Regions from separate parts of the Rattus norvegicus genome. Here region 2 is linked to region 1. A link is a contact called in public Hi-C data. All regions are on one chromosome and are shown on one strand. Each heading gives the region's core, a stretch centred on a gene start, on an enhancer-like site or on the middle of the called end of the contact. The rest is flanking DNA. Distances are from core to core; before and after follow the strand shown. Region 1 holds the start of Fat1 (FAT atypical cadherin 1). Region 2 has its middle 240 kb from the start of Fat1.

Region 1 (7,027 bases), core at 1,407-3,906:
GGATGCTGGGGAGGGTGGGATGCTGGTGGGATGCCAGGGAGGGTGGGATGCTGGGAATCAGTTGGGCTTAGGGAGAGGCATTTGGTTCTAGGGCTATTCCTAAAAATGACTGAGAATGCTATCTTGCTTAAAATTATGATTTTTCCCTGTGCTCTGTTCTAAGCAAAGATGTAAAAACAGCTAAAAGGCTGTGTTAATATTTCTTAATCACATAAACACGCCTCATCTATTAGGACTTGAATCTTACATAATTCCACTTAGCACATTGTTGGTACTTGAGAAATCCTTGGGGAATGAGTAAATGCTCTCATGGTTCTGCACCCCGCCCTGCATCCCCTCCCATACTGTAGAATCCACTCAGTACTGGAGAGGAAACTTAAAATTTAATGCTTGATGTAGCCTTAAAAAAAATTTAAGATATATAGCAAGGTATTTCTAGCAATAGTCTCTGTTGCGATCAAGGTGCTTTTAAATTTATTTTGACATGAACAGCCACTAACCAGATGTGGGTAGTCAATATATGATACATAGTTTGAAAGATTAAGGAATTGAATGTTAACTTAATTTTATTTAAACCAAAATAGCCAATGGCTACTCCAGATTTAGTCTCATTGCTTAGAACAAAGGGTTTTGTTCAAATTATCCTGTCCTCAACTTTTAAAATGAGCTTTTTTTTAAAAGAACTAATACTATCAATAAAACGTAAATTCCTCCCTATTCTTTTAAAACTGGAACACCTTGGATTGCCCGAGCAACTCTAAAGTCTGGTCTATCAAACCAAATTGACTTGTGCACGTAGCAGTGCCGCAGGAGACCTTGCATCATCTTGAGGGTTTGTATGTGTGGTCAATGTCTAACATCAAGTGTGCACCTAGAAGGAGTGCTGAGCATGCCCAGTTGCCATAGTGAAGGATAGAAGTGACTGGGCATTGACAGGCTTGCTCGACAGAACAGTCTTCTCTCAGAAATCCCCTCCGCTGCTGCCCCTGTTCTGTGGCCTCTAAGGTTATCTCATTCTGGTCGCCATCCCCCTTCCCCCACTCTTCTAGAGGCTCCCAGTCCCTTATAAGAAATTTCAGATCGCAAAGGAAAATAAGGGGCTCAGGAGAACAAGTGGTAAGAAGTACCTTTCAGATGCATGCTAGGCATTTTCTAAGATGCTCAGTAAAAACATAGTGTCTGCACGAATGGAGGCTATCCGTGTGGCAAACAGACGAGACCCAGGGAGGCTTGCTTTTAACTTACAACTTTTACCATTTACAACAGATATTGGTCCCGAACTACCTCAGGTAAGGGGGTTCACTGGAGCTTGGAGCAGTTCTCAAGCCTAAGCACACACTCAGAACACTCAGTCTCTTCATCTCTTTCCTTAACGTTTGAGCCCGCTAGTTTTGTTTGCTCTTAATCTCTCAAAACTACACAGACTGATATATTTACGCAAAGGGATGAAAATATGTTCATAGAATCTGCCTCCAGCACCATGCCCTGCTTTCCCAGACTCCTTCAAATCTAATAATAATCGTTTGGGGCAGTGTCAATTTACATAAATGGCTCCCTTAGACTCTCATGCTGTTCAGGAGATGCTTTTTGGCATGTTAGTGGCATTAAAAAAAATCCCACGGCAGATATTTTCCCACAGCCTGGACACTTATATAAAAGCGACATATTCATTTATACATTAAGCTTTAACAGGGCTTGCATTTTTGCAAATTTATGTTGTTTCGAGGTGTAGACAATTGATTTGTGTATTAGCCATTATCACTACAGATTACTTGTAAGATACGTTAAAATTGGCTCCGCCCCCATCGCTTCCCCCTACCTCTGGAAATCTATGATTCAGACTAGGTCTCAAGACAGAGGAGCATTTGGAAAGGATTTGGAGATTAAAAAGACGGTTTTCAACACAAAGATCACAAGCAGCGTTGGACAACAAGAACCATTTAAAATTTAAATAGTTTAAAAATTTAAAACATCACATCTCCAGAAGTTGGAGGACGACAAAGTCCGAGTCGTCCAGTAAGCTTGCAGTGACTGATCGCGCTTCTGCCCAGCAAAAACCCGGACAGGCGACACGGACACGTTGCGACGAGTTTCAGCTGCAGAAGAGGAAGAGCATCACCTGCAGTCCGAGGCGTGGGAAACGCCGCGGGACCCGGTGTGGAAGCCCGGGAGGCGAGCGCAACGGGGGACCTTGGCTGGCTGATCCGGTGGTGAGTGCGAAGAAGCCAGCGCTCGGCGGAGCCCCAAGACTCCGCGGGGAGGAGAGGGACGGACATTTCTTCGTGGGGACGGCTGCGGCCAGGGAGATCACTGCATCGGGAAACCTGGCGGCAGCCTGGGCGTTCTTAGCTGCAACTGGCTGGGAGGCCGACTGAAGCTGGAGAACCCGGTCAGCGCCGGGGAGTCGGGGGCGAGGCGGGGCTCTGACGTCACCTCCCCTCCCCCAGCCGCTCCTAGAGGGAGGAGTAGGGAAAAGAGGCAGAGAGATCCGCCGCAGTTGCCGGCCGTAACTCCTCAACTCGGCAGCTGGCTGCCTGGACATGTTCTGACAAACTTGGCTTCCCCTCGGCCCTCTCTCCAGACCTCGTGCGCGCTCTCTCCACCTCTTTTGGTGCTCAAACTTTCCCCGGGTCGAGAGCCACTGGAAATGCGCCCACCTGAGTCCCGCCAGCACTGGAGGAGGATCGCGCTCTGCTTGGGGATATGCTGAAGATCCAAGGGAGGCAAAGTTGGTACTTCGAGCCCGGATCCTAACAAATATCCAATCGGCGTGGGAATTACCCAACTGCCGGGGACTGTAAGGAAGAACACCGAGGACCGGGCTACTGTGGTGAGTTCTTTGTTCAGTGCATGCCTTGTAGAATTTTAAGTTTAATCGTGAATGAAAATAACGTGAGGGGTGTTTCACTGTAAGCGAGTGGGGGAATTCGTGTGTATCCTACGTGATCTGCGCTCAAGAAACTGGACTGCCCGCGGCCTTTACGGGGCGCGGGAATGAAAGGCAGGCATGCGCAGCTTTTGGAATTCGCAAAATACACACAGAGCACTGTTCAAAAGAACTTGAGAAGTGAAGCCGTTTGTGCATTATTTTCAGTGTAACTTGTTATAGAAATGGTGCCCAGGGAGGGCGCGTTGGGGACTGGGTGATCTGCAGTGGCGCAGCGCCCTCTAGTCCGAGCATTGGGCAAGGCGCGCTCTCAGCTCCTAGTTCAGTGCAGACCTCGAACTTGGACCTGCCGGTTACTCTTAACGACGTGGACCAGACAGAGCTTGATCGCTTGCACCCTCGTCTTCATTTACACCGGACGACACTTAATATATTTCAAGAAAAATCAGCTTGGGTAGACTGAATGTAGAGGCAGTGCTGGGGGAAAGGGTTTATTTTATTTTATTTTTCTTTTTTTGGCGGGGGGGGGGGACAGTTTCTCTTCCACCTAATTTCAATGAGGCTCTGGGGACAGGGTCAAAGAAGATCGACTATTTAAATGATGTTCGCGGAACTTGAACAACACGTCTCTTCATGTGAAGGCAATTCGCTCGTGGTCAAAAAGGTATCTCCATTTCGTTCCGTTGGTGGCTCAAGGATTAGCAAAATGAGGCAACACAGGAGACTGCATTTTTGGCTTTTTGCGGTTCCTGTAGCGACCAAGTGCAACTTCTTACCGGCAGTGAGATCTATTAGTAAGCCTGGATATTTAGGATTCTTAATTAGATATTTTAGTCCTAGTAAGCACCAATATATCAATGATTTTTTTTTTACAGGAATTCCTTTGTACGACTTACAAAATCCAGTGGTGATTTAATGCTATGGAGCGATGTGTTTTTATACTTTTTATTGTCCTTTCCTTCTAGCAGCTCTGCCCTAAGCCCTCTCACATCCCCTCCCCCAACGGCTTGCTTTGTGTGTGTGTGTGTGTGTGTGTGTGTGTGTGTGTGTGTGTGTGTGTGTGTTTTGTTGAGAGTTAAAATTCCGGGGAGGCTGGGGGGAGGTCGCAAACTGGTTGAGCTTGGAGATCAGGTCTCTCACTTTCGTAGCGTTCACTGACCGGTAACTCTGCGAGCACTTTGCGCAATTGTTGCCGCGGCCGGAGGAGTCTTTGGGTTACGAAGATGTTTGCTTTTTCTGGGTGTTGTGAATATATGTGTTCTAAGTAGTGAGCAGGGTACGAATTCAGAGGTACGAATCAGCACACTCATTCCGCATGCAGGCACTACTTTTTCTTCCCAAGCGTAACCTGCTAGACACCATTATTTTTTCAGCCACCTTGCTTTAAGATGGCTTAAGAGGTGACATTAACTTTGAGCCAAAGGAATACACTCTAGACCCTGTCTGCCGTGCAATTCCCTCTGCAGCTCCCTCCACCCGCTCCAAGGGAAATCTGATCTCTGCGTTCTCGCGGCGTTAAAATGTTCGAGCCCCACAAACTTTCCGAGGTCGAGTCCTTCTTTTTCTCTGGGCTGCGTTCCAAAGCGTGGCTGGCTTCGGTTTAGTCTCGTTTGCTCATCAGCCGGTACCTGGAGCTCTGCAGGAGCCGGGGATAGACTTGCAACCCTGGGATGCGCTGGCTGGGCGCTCGGCCGCCAGAAGGAGTTCTGCAAGTGGGGAGCCTTGCTCGCCGGGAATCTCCCATCTCGCACGAGAACTTGTAGCTGAGGGGCCAGGCTCACAGATTACGGGACCCTTGGGGCAGAATTAAGCGCCGAGAATGCGTTTAGGGAGGCTCAGCTGCCTTTGTCCTACAAACCCGGGGATTGAGGGGGTGCGCGCGGAGGGGGGGGGCGGTGGTTGGCGTCTGTCTCGGAGGCTGGCATTGGGGCTCACCGCCGCGATCCGGGAGGGTCTGAGGTCCAACCGTGTCTGAATTAACAGGTCGCGGGAAAACTTATGCATTTCCCTTGGCCTAATGTGGATTTCAGGAGGAAGTAAATTCCGACCAAACTGCATTCCTTTCCAGACCCTCTGTAGTTTTTCACCCCAGCGGCTGCAGCCTGGGAGCTAGGCATTCAAATGCGGATTCGGGGATTTCCTGGAGGTTGGGGAAAAAGTCTAAAGGAATGCGGTGGGGGGGGGGGGCTGTTCCTTAGGTCCTAGGTGACTTCTTCCCCTTTCTGTCTTTTTTTGGGGGGGGGGCGCAAATATTTCCCCACTCCTAGCAGGGAGCACTCAATAAAATTCCTTTCAACAGGAGCAGCAGCAGCAGCAGCTCCATGTTCTAGCACCGTCCCCAAACTGTCCCTCTCAGTCCGGTAAGCTCCTCGAAGGCGCTCGCCTCGCTCCACGTTGGACGCTAGTCTGGATAGCCCCCGGGGCGGGCGCTTCTGCCCGGGGGCGGGGCGGCCTCGGGCTGCGCGCACGGAGTCGGGGAGTCTCGGCGCTGGCGAAACGAGAGCCGGCGCTGGCAGGCGTGGCCGCGGGCGGAGGGATACACACGGCGGGGAGCTGGGGCGCGCGGGCCGGGCTGGACGAGGCGAGGCTGGACGGCCAGCGGCGCCATGCGGACGTGCGGGCCCAGTGCGGCTCCCGGCACAGCGGGCTCCGGCAGCCGGGCACGCTGAGCACCGGGGCTGAGCACCCGGGCTGTGCGCTCGAACGCACCGCCGCTACTTGGGAGCCAACTTTGCAGTAAGTTTGCTGAGGGTGGAGTGGAGTCTGGGCCGGGGGTGGGTGCCCTCCCTCCCACGCTTCTCCCGCTGCACTGTGGCCGGGGCTGGTGCCAGTCCCCTTGCCCACTCGCAGAGTTGAGTGGCGGCTCCAGGGTGCGGAGGCGGAGAGATGGAGGGACCGGCGGGACGTGGAGGGAATGGTGATTGCGGAGTCCGCGTCCGGCGCTGCGGTTCCCAGGCCAGCATGCTACTCCGGGTAGCGCCAGGCTGTCTGACCCGGGAACACGACTGCGGGCTCCGGGTTCGACTCCTGTCCATCTCGGCTTTGGAGCGGTCTCCAAGTACAGAGATGAAAGCAGAGCCGATCGCTTGAGCGTGAGATCTTTGAAATGGAGTCGCTGAGTTTCTTAGATGTTCTGTGCCCGGAGGAGTGCAGCGCTGAGGTTTACTGCGGCTCCTTTGCAAGGCTAAGCCTCCGGGGAAGTGTACGCCCGGGCAGTTAGTTCCCTGTCTGTTTTCTGGAAGATAAACTTATGAGATCCTTATTAAAAGAGAGGGTCTGCTTCACAGTCCTCCCTGTGATTTCTTTTAGGAAGCTAACTTTCCGCTGTCTTGTTAGAATCCCACCCCCCACTGATGGGAATTACAGAGTCTTGGAAACAAGGAGACAATTGTGTGTTAGGGCAAAGTAAATTCGCAAATATTTTCTATGTAGTTAATTTTTTTTCATGAGCCTGAACTATAGTTTCATTAATTAGTTTTTGTTAAGCAACTCCCGAGTGCTGGTAGAGTTTTTTGTTTTTTTTTTTTAAACTGGGAATTTACTTAGATATTAGAATCAAAAAAAATTTAAAAGGCACATGACTTACCTTGGCAAAAGCTGACTTGTGTTGCTTCATATATTCCATATTTAATACTTTAAGAGCATATTTTCATGTCCTGATGCTAAGGGATATTGATGTTTTTCATATCAGTTTTAGCCACACAAACAGTTGTTGCCTGTACTCCATAACTATATTGGTTCATTCTGGGTAATTTGACTTTGCATCTCGGGTTCATTAGTCTTATCTAGGTGTTAGAACTTTGCCTCTCTCCCTGTTTTATGATATACAGATATTTAAAATATGATTTTTTAAAAAAAATTGGTGCAACTCTCCTTGTGGCTGAGGTAGTATTTTACAAGTGTAGTTTAAGTTTTGTTTAAAAAAAGTTTGCCCTTGTGTGCCCATTTCTTGAAAAATTAACATCTTAAAGGAGCCAGAATCTTATTTCAAAAACCCCACTGTGAAAGGAAGCAAGGTTGTTAGAGACCTTCACAAAGTCATTTGGGCTACCTCTGAGTTCATTTTTGTGGGTAAGCAGCCTCCCCACAGGTCTTTATTGGTTTCACATTGTGTGGTTAGTAGAGAGTTCACTTTATACC
Region 2 (7,044 bases), core at 3,032-5,531, 240 kb before region 1:
TTTTTCATTCGCGAATCCAGACCATTGGGATGATAGTGAGGAGCTCGAGCCTCCACTGTCAGGCGGCGATTAGAGCAGATTAATCAACTCCGGCAACGCAGGGATCAGGAATACACATGGCGAAAAGACACACAAGGAAACAAAACATTCATAGAATAAAAAAAAATTAAAGAAAAAATCTGGAAGACAAAATCTTCTGAACACAAAGTATGAATTCCTTAAGAGAAATAGCGTTTCACAAATCCATTTCTCCAAATTCACTTATTGGTTTTTGTAGTGGCCAATCTCTGCCTCTCTGGAAAAAACAAAACAAGCAACAGAAAGCTAAAAACAGGCCCTGGTAAGCATTAATTTTCAAAAGATATTAAATGAAGGAGTAGAGGAAGGATTAAGGAAATCATAGGCTTTGGAATAGCAATGAAAAAGGAAATGACAATTAGGAAAATGTTGAGAACATTGAATGTACTCCCTAAGATCCCCAGGTAGTGCTCCAGTGGCATCAAGCTCTAAGACACGTAGTGCAGTGAGAGGCTCAAGGTCTCTTTAAGGACGGTGAGGAAGTTCTTGATTGACATCTGTTAGTAAAGCCTGCGTCTGGCTCTACCCATCTCCCTAGATTCCTCTCTGAAATATGTTGTCTTGCTCCAGAAGAGCTCCCTCTGGGAATACATTTTGTAGTGACACAACCAGCAGAATCCTCACTTGAGTAACCCCTTTACTTCATAAAGCTAGCCACACAAAATAATTACATAAATTAATTATGCATTAATTAATTAAAACAATGCTGCACGCTGGAAAACAAATGCACATTAATGTATACAGCTTCCCCACTGATTTCTTGCTTCGTTCTTCTTGTCTGTTTTGACTAAAGCTGTATTCCACACCACACAATAGTTTGCAAGGTTACCAGACACTTCTGGAATACTTGGAAGCTAAGTAATTGATCTGGTGTTCACCCTTAAAGGGGAATTATGTTTCCAAATGAACAAAGCCAGAGAAAAGAGGAACATGCACACATGTTGGAGACAACAACAAAAGCGAGACATTGAATTATCCACGTTCTAAGGCTGAAGTAGAAAATGAACGGTTCTCATTCTGATTCAAGCCCTGCCTTCCCTGCTCAGCAGATCGTCCCCATACACTCAGATTCTTAGCCAGGACAGAGACCTAGCAATCCTCCTCCATTGCCGAGTAGAATTAAACTTACAAGAAGATGTGCGCCTCTTCCTTACAGATGGAGAATATTTCCTGTAATGATGCTAACATTCATGCTCTGATTTCTCTAATAAAGAAGAACTGAAGGTTCTCTTTTCCTGCTTCAGTCCTTCATACTTGGGACCGAACCAAACCCATATTGTTCACTTTAATTGCAAAACACTTCATGTCCTAGCTCCATTCCACCCCACATCCTGAACTGACCCCACCCCCTAGTATTTGTATGTTTAACATGTCTCTGAGAATAAATGATTCTGTCTGTCCTACTTGAGGTAGAGGGGAGACCCTAAAGAAGTCTGAGTCCAGAGAAAAAAGAAAGAACACTTACACAGAGGTATCCCCTGGAAAGATTGCTTGCTGCCACTCAGTGGGATCACAAATGTCCTGCTTTCTCATTTTCTCAAAGAGTGGGTTGGTTATTGAACATTAAAATCATTTTAAGTTACTTACTACTTCTTTTGCATTTTCCTCTCTGTCTGCATGAAAATAAACTGATATAAAATGTAATATATTTGGTGCATATTTAAAATAAAGAATATTGAAGTAGTTAAATACTATACTCGGTGTGAAATACTGGTTGAAATGTGTGTAGATTTTATTTTAATCATGGCTTTGACAGTAAGATAACGTTTTGAATTTGTTTACTGACAGACAATTCGTTTGGTGCGGATTATATGTTTGCGCATCTGGCAAAGAGAAACACTGTCTTTGCCTGAGTCTATCCTTCAGCAGACACTTGGAATAACAAACAGTGTTGGACTGAAACATGGTCTCCTCGTGGAATAAAGGGTAAGTTTTGCTGATAGTCTTGGAAGATAAAGATGAGGGCCCTCCACAGTATTCCATAGCCATGCCTAGTATACAGTGCAATACAATAAAACCAAACCAACCAACCAAAAAAGTTTCCCTCTAGACAAAGAACAACTATATCACTTTCTCCTTGTAAAAAGATACCAGCATCCTGCCAACATTTTGTCCTAAAATGGAGCCCATTATTTATTTAAGTGGATACCAGGCTTAGAGAAACAGTCCAAAAGACTCCTGATACACAGTTTAGATGCTAATATTATTGTGAAAAAATGAAATTCCCCATGTATTCTTCAGTATTTATTTCAGCATTCTTTTTTATTTCTCATTTTTAAAATGCATATTTTTGCTTTTGAGAAAGAGTCTTAAGTGTCCCAAGCTGGCCTTGAACCTCCTAGGTGGCCAAGGATAATTTTGAACTTATGATGCACCTGCTTCTAAATGTCTGGTTTATGTGGTGTTGGGAGCTCACCTCACAGCTTCAAGCTTGCTACCAGGCAAGCTTTTACCAACTGAGCTACGTCCCTTGGCCCATTATCTCTAGCCGCTCACATTTTAGCTTGACTTTCTAGTAAAATATCAGAATCTTCACAGTTGTTAATACTATTCTTTTAAAAGCATATTACATGCGAAGATAACAATGACATGTTCATTTCAAAAGCACTTCACGTGCATATTTCTTTGAAAATCAATTTCTTATCAAATTGCATTGCCTAACAACAGCTTTGGAATCCCATGGTGGCCTTATCTTCTGTGTTTCTGTTGTTGTCATCATGTGTTATTGTTTAATTTTTGGATGGCATCCCAGTTCATGTAAATTCCTCATCTTGACTAGGTTCTATAAGGAAAGACCTTCTAGTCACAATAATTAAGCTCCGAACTGAGCTTCTTTAAGCTCTTCTTCTCATTTATGGAATATGCCGAAAACAGTGCCCACTCCAGCCCTCCCCCCTTTTTTGTCTTAAGAGAATATAGCATACTGTCACAAGCAACCCCTGTGTGTTAGGCTTCTCCACACCTGTGGATGGACATCTATACATGATTTCAGATATCCTGGACCCTGTAGCCTCTCTTGTACCAAGCAACATGAATAATCTGTCAGAATTAATGGCATCAGTAGCTGAGCTCCCCACAAACCATCTAGATCTATCTGCAACAATGCCCAACTGAGAACAAGTCCCTGGTAGGGAAAAGAGAAGCTTTCCCTTTTGAGCTGCTTCCCCGTGCTTGGGTAAGTAGGCAGGACGATCTTAGACCTCCCAGAACTATCTTCTGGCCCCTTTAGGTAAGCTCAGCATTGAACAAAGAGGACGACATCTCAGCAGAGGTCAGCTTACCCAACGGTGAGTCATGAAGTCTGAGATGATTCACCCTACAACAGCACATAACTGAAACGCACTCAAGCAACCTTCTTTCCCAGACTTCTTTGCATTCTGCAGAGATCTCTCTTTCCATATTGAGTAGGAAAGACAGAACCAGCATCCACTCACCTGACCACTCAATAAGGAATTCTCTTCCTTCCCCCTGCCCAGCTGTTGAAACTGTGCGTTTAACCTCAGGAGCATTCTACCTTCTTTTATGCTCCGAGTACCACACAACCTAGAAATAGGAAGTTCTCCAGGCCACTGACCATGTCTCACCCAATATAATATAATGTTACACCCTCTGGTAACCTAGGATTTAGTGTACATTGCCTCTGTTTTATTTGAGTAAATGCCTGTCCCACTGGCTAGAGCTAGTGTCCTTTTACCTCTCAGTGTCAAACATGGGAAGTCCCCAGTATAAATCTGTTGAGCTGATTATCGCCTCAGATTGTTCATAGAACTCAAGCTTGTTGATAACTTTTACTTATTTTTTTTTAAAGCTGACTTTAAAATGTCTTAACCGAGTATGCAATTTCCAACGTCAGATCACGAGGGATATTTCTCCCTCAGAAAAGTAGGTGGAATTGTTCTCTTGCTTTCCTTGTTACTAAACACACAATGTTTTATGACTGGGGATTCAGAAGGAACTCTACTTGTAGACCTTCAAATGCTGCAGTCTAGCATCCAGCAACTAGACATGGAATGGGAACTCAGGTTATTATTTCTATTAAATTAAAATGTATTTTACGAATTAAAATATCCACTTCAAATCATGGTGTGTTGTGAAAACTGATGGATTTCCTGTCACAGATCAGATTCTGTGGAAAACCCGATAAACTTTGGAGCGTGTCCCCACTTGTTAGCCCGGCTACTATCACAGTCAGGGTGTGCTTTGTTCGCCCTGGATAGCCAAAGTCCATGTTTCTCCTTCTGTTTGCTTATAAATAGAACCACGTTGCTATGGATGTGTCACCAAAAATATGCAACCGGGAAGCAGAGGAACAACTATTACATACTAAAACTTAGGTGTTTTTTTTTTAAATAAGCATCTCCATTCTCAAAGTATGTAATCATGTTTAAAAGAAGACTTCCTGAAGCAATGAAAAATGATTTTAAGTTAAATTATAAGATATTTAAGAAAAGGGGGCAGGGGAGAAAATGGTTTAGAGGGTATCAGGCCCTTGCAGTGGGAGTCTGTTAGGGAAGAGTGTTGTATACATGAGACAGTATAAATAGTTTAAAGTTAAATGATCAAACTGCAGGGGACGCTTTTCAGTACCTCACACAGCAGGGAGGAAGGAAAAGATATCGGATATTGTCGGCTTCCAATGTAAACAGACCTGAGAAAGGGTCACAAAAGGCCTGGCACTGACTTTCTTTTTTCCCCTGGAAAAGCTGGTACACTGTATCCCTTGCTTTAAAAGTTAACTAAATATACAAGGCTTAGGCCTGGGGATTCAGAGAGGACTCCACTTAGAGATCTTTAACTGCTACAGTGTAGCAAATTCAGGAGCTGGAAACTGAGTGAGAGCTGAGATTAAAGGCAAAAGGGAAAGAAACGACTTTGCTTCCATAGAGGACTTTAAAAATCTACATCAGGGTCAAGAGAGGGAAGGGGCTTTCTCCCTTCTGAGGAAGGAAATCCAGGATGTTCACTGACAATAGCCGTAGCAGCAATACTCTGATTCTTCATGCAGAGGTAGACCCTCCATGTAAGAAATAAAACATCATGTATATACTTAACTTCTTATGATGTTTTATTCCTTACATTATGGCCTCAAATACTGAGGGTCTAGTTATGTGACATTCAGTCTCAGTTTTTAATTTTTCCCCCTTCTAGTTGCTATTTGACTGGTTTCTGTTTATTAGCCTTTTTACTGAGGAGGGCTGACAGCTAGCGTAGACCAAGTCAATAAGCCAGTTAGCTGCTGCTACTCAGAATTGGAGGTAGGCATTTTCTTAGGAAATGTCTTGGGTTCCATGAGGGAAAACAGGGACCGACATTTACATTGTTATCTCCTAGCATCCAGTATAGGTCCTTACGCTCAATAAATATGCAGTAGACATTTCTGTAATTAAGAGGGAAATAAATCAAATTAGATGTGGGCATTTACATGTTACCTCATATAACTTGTCTTGCCTTTACATGAACAACTGAAAGTAGGGTTAATAGAATCCTCATGGCACATGAGTCTGTCAAGCTGTGATCTGGTTTAGCTCTTCAGTAATACCGGCTCCCTTGATCACCATCCAAGCCCCAGGTTGCTTCACAGTTTCTAAGACAGCAGATTTCAAATAACTTTGCTGCAACCTCGAGTCAGAAATAAATTTTACATCAATCCCCAGCACATGAACCTCTCCTCTCTACTCGCACACACATACACAGATGTGCATACACATGCTAAGGAATGGAGAAGAGGGTGGAAACAGATATATATGTTTTAAAAATAAAAGAGAAGTTGTTTTAAACGATATCAAACCTTGCCTTATAAAATTCACTGATATAGTATATTCTATATCATTTTAAAGTGGTTTCTGCAACTGATGAGCTCACTTTCATAACTGGTTAATAGCAAGTGATCTGTACCATTCAAAATCAGCCCTTAGGACCCCCTTGACAACATCTGAACGTTGCGATGAATCCAGAGAGGGACTGGCATCTTGGGTGACACCCCTCATCAGAAAGAGATAGGATAGCAGTGTTCTCTGACAGTTCTCAGCAACTGACTGAACTTTCCAATTCAAGATTTAGAAAATGTAGATAGATAGATAGATAGATAGATAGATAGATAGATAGATAGATAGATAAAAGATATATAGATAAATAGATAAATTATAGAATATTGATAGTAGACATGTAGATGACAGACAGACATATAGATGTCTTCTGCAGTTCTCAGTAGGCCACGTGCTGTGCTCTAAGTCCTTAGATCATGTACTCAAAGCAGCTCTCACAGCTCACTTGCAACTCCAGCGTTGAAAAAAATGCAGGGCCTTTTCAACAACTCCTATAAGTGAGTGAGAAAAATGGGACAGCAGTAACAATGACATTAAAAAAAAGAATGTCCTTTGACGTTGGCATTCTGTATGGCTGATGGGAAGCTCAAAGCACTCGAAGGAGTGGGAAATTACCCTAAGGGACTAAAACAAATACCTGAATAGACCCATCAAACACTGGCCCCTTTGTCTTGATTAGCTTGACACTCTCTGTCCTACCATGGTGCACATCCACTCACCAGTATCTGGCCAGATAGAGCTGCTTTGAAAACAAGCTGTGATATTAAACACATAATATTAGAGATATACCATGCACTGTTTTTCCACAGAGCATGATTGCATATCTCTCATAGATGAAGGTCAAGTTTATGCCGGGGAACAATCCTAAGACACTCAATTTGGCTGGGAGTGGGGCCTTGTGAGAGGCTGGCACTTGAGGACATAATATACAGTCTGTTCTGTTCAGTTCTTTCAAAGGGAGTAGAACAAATACTCAGTAGCTTTCCAGTGTTACAAGACGAAGGCTGTAATGAAGGAGGATTGAGGTCAAATGAAATCATTAGAGGAAGAACAACTTCATGGACAGCGGGAGTTAGTTAGAGGACTCTGTAGAGAACAGATGCTTGAGCATGAGAAGGCCAAGAGAATGTTACCAAGGGTA

Evidence for each region. Hi-C and Micro-C count contacts between places; a contact is called where the count stands out from the background.
Region 2: a Hi-C map of hepatocytes shows a contact between it and region 1, with 1.9 times the contacts expected there. The contact joins the enhancer-like site here to the promoter of Fat1 in region 1. A contact is called at or near these places in 6 of 12 Hi-C or Micro-C datasets (the A7r5 cell line, Schwann cells, hepatocytes and 2 more) and 1 of 1 datasets of contacts at active chromatin or transcription factors (oligodendrocytes).

The regions. Positions count from the first base shown.
Region 1 is chr16:54,024,238-54,031,264 of GRCr8, reverse strand. It overlaps Fat1 (FAT atypical cadherin 1), which reads left to right and starts at 2,656. Exons shown (of 27, transcript NM_031819.2): 1 at 2,656-2,830.
Region 2 is chr16:54,262,353-54,269,396 of GRCr8, reverse strand. No RefSeq gene overlaps it. Among named protein-coding and RNA genes, the nearest start is that of Fat1, 240 kb to the right of the region's middle. Within about 2 kb of position 4,281, at least 11 of the 93 cell types and tissues checked have an H3K27ac peak or open chromatin away from gene starts, as enhancers often do. A contact at or near this core is called in the A7r5 cell line, hepatocytes and liver, where this site is marked.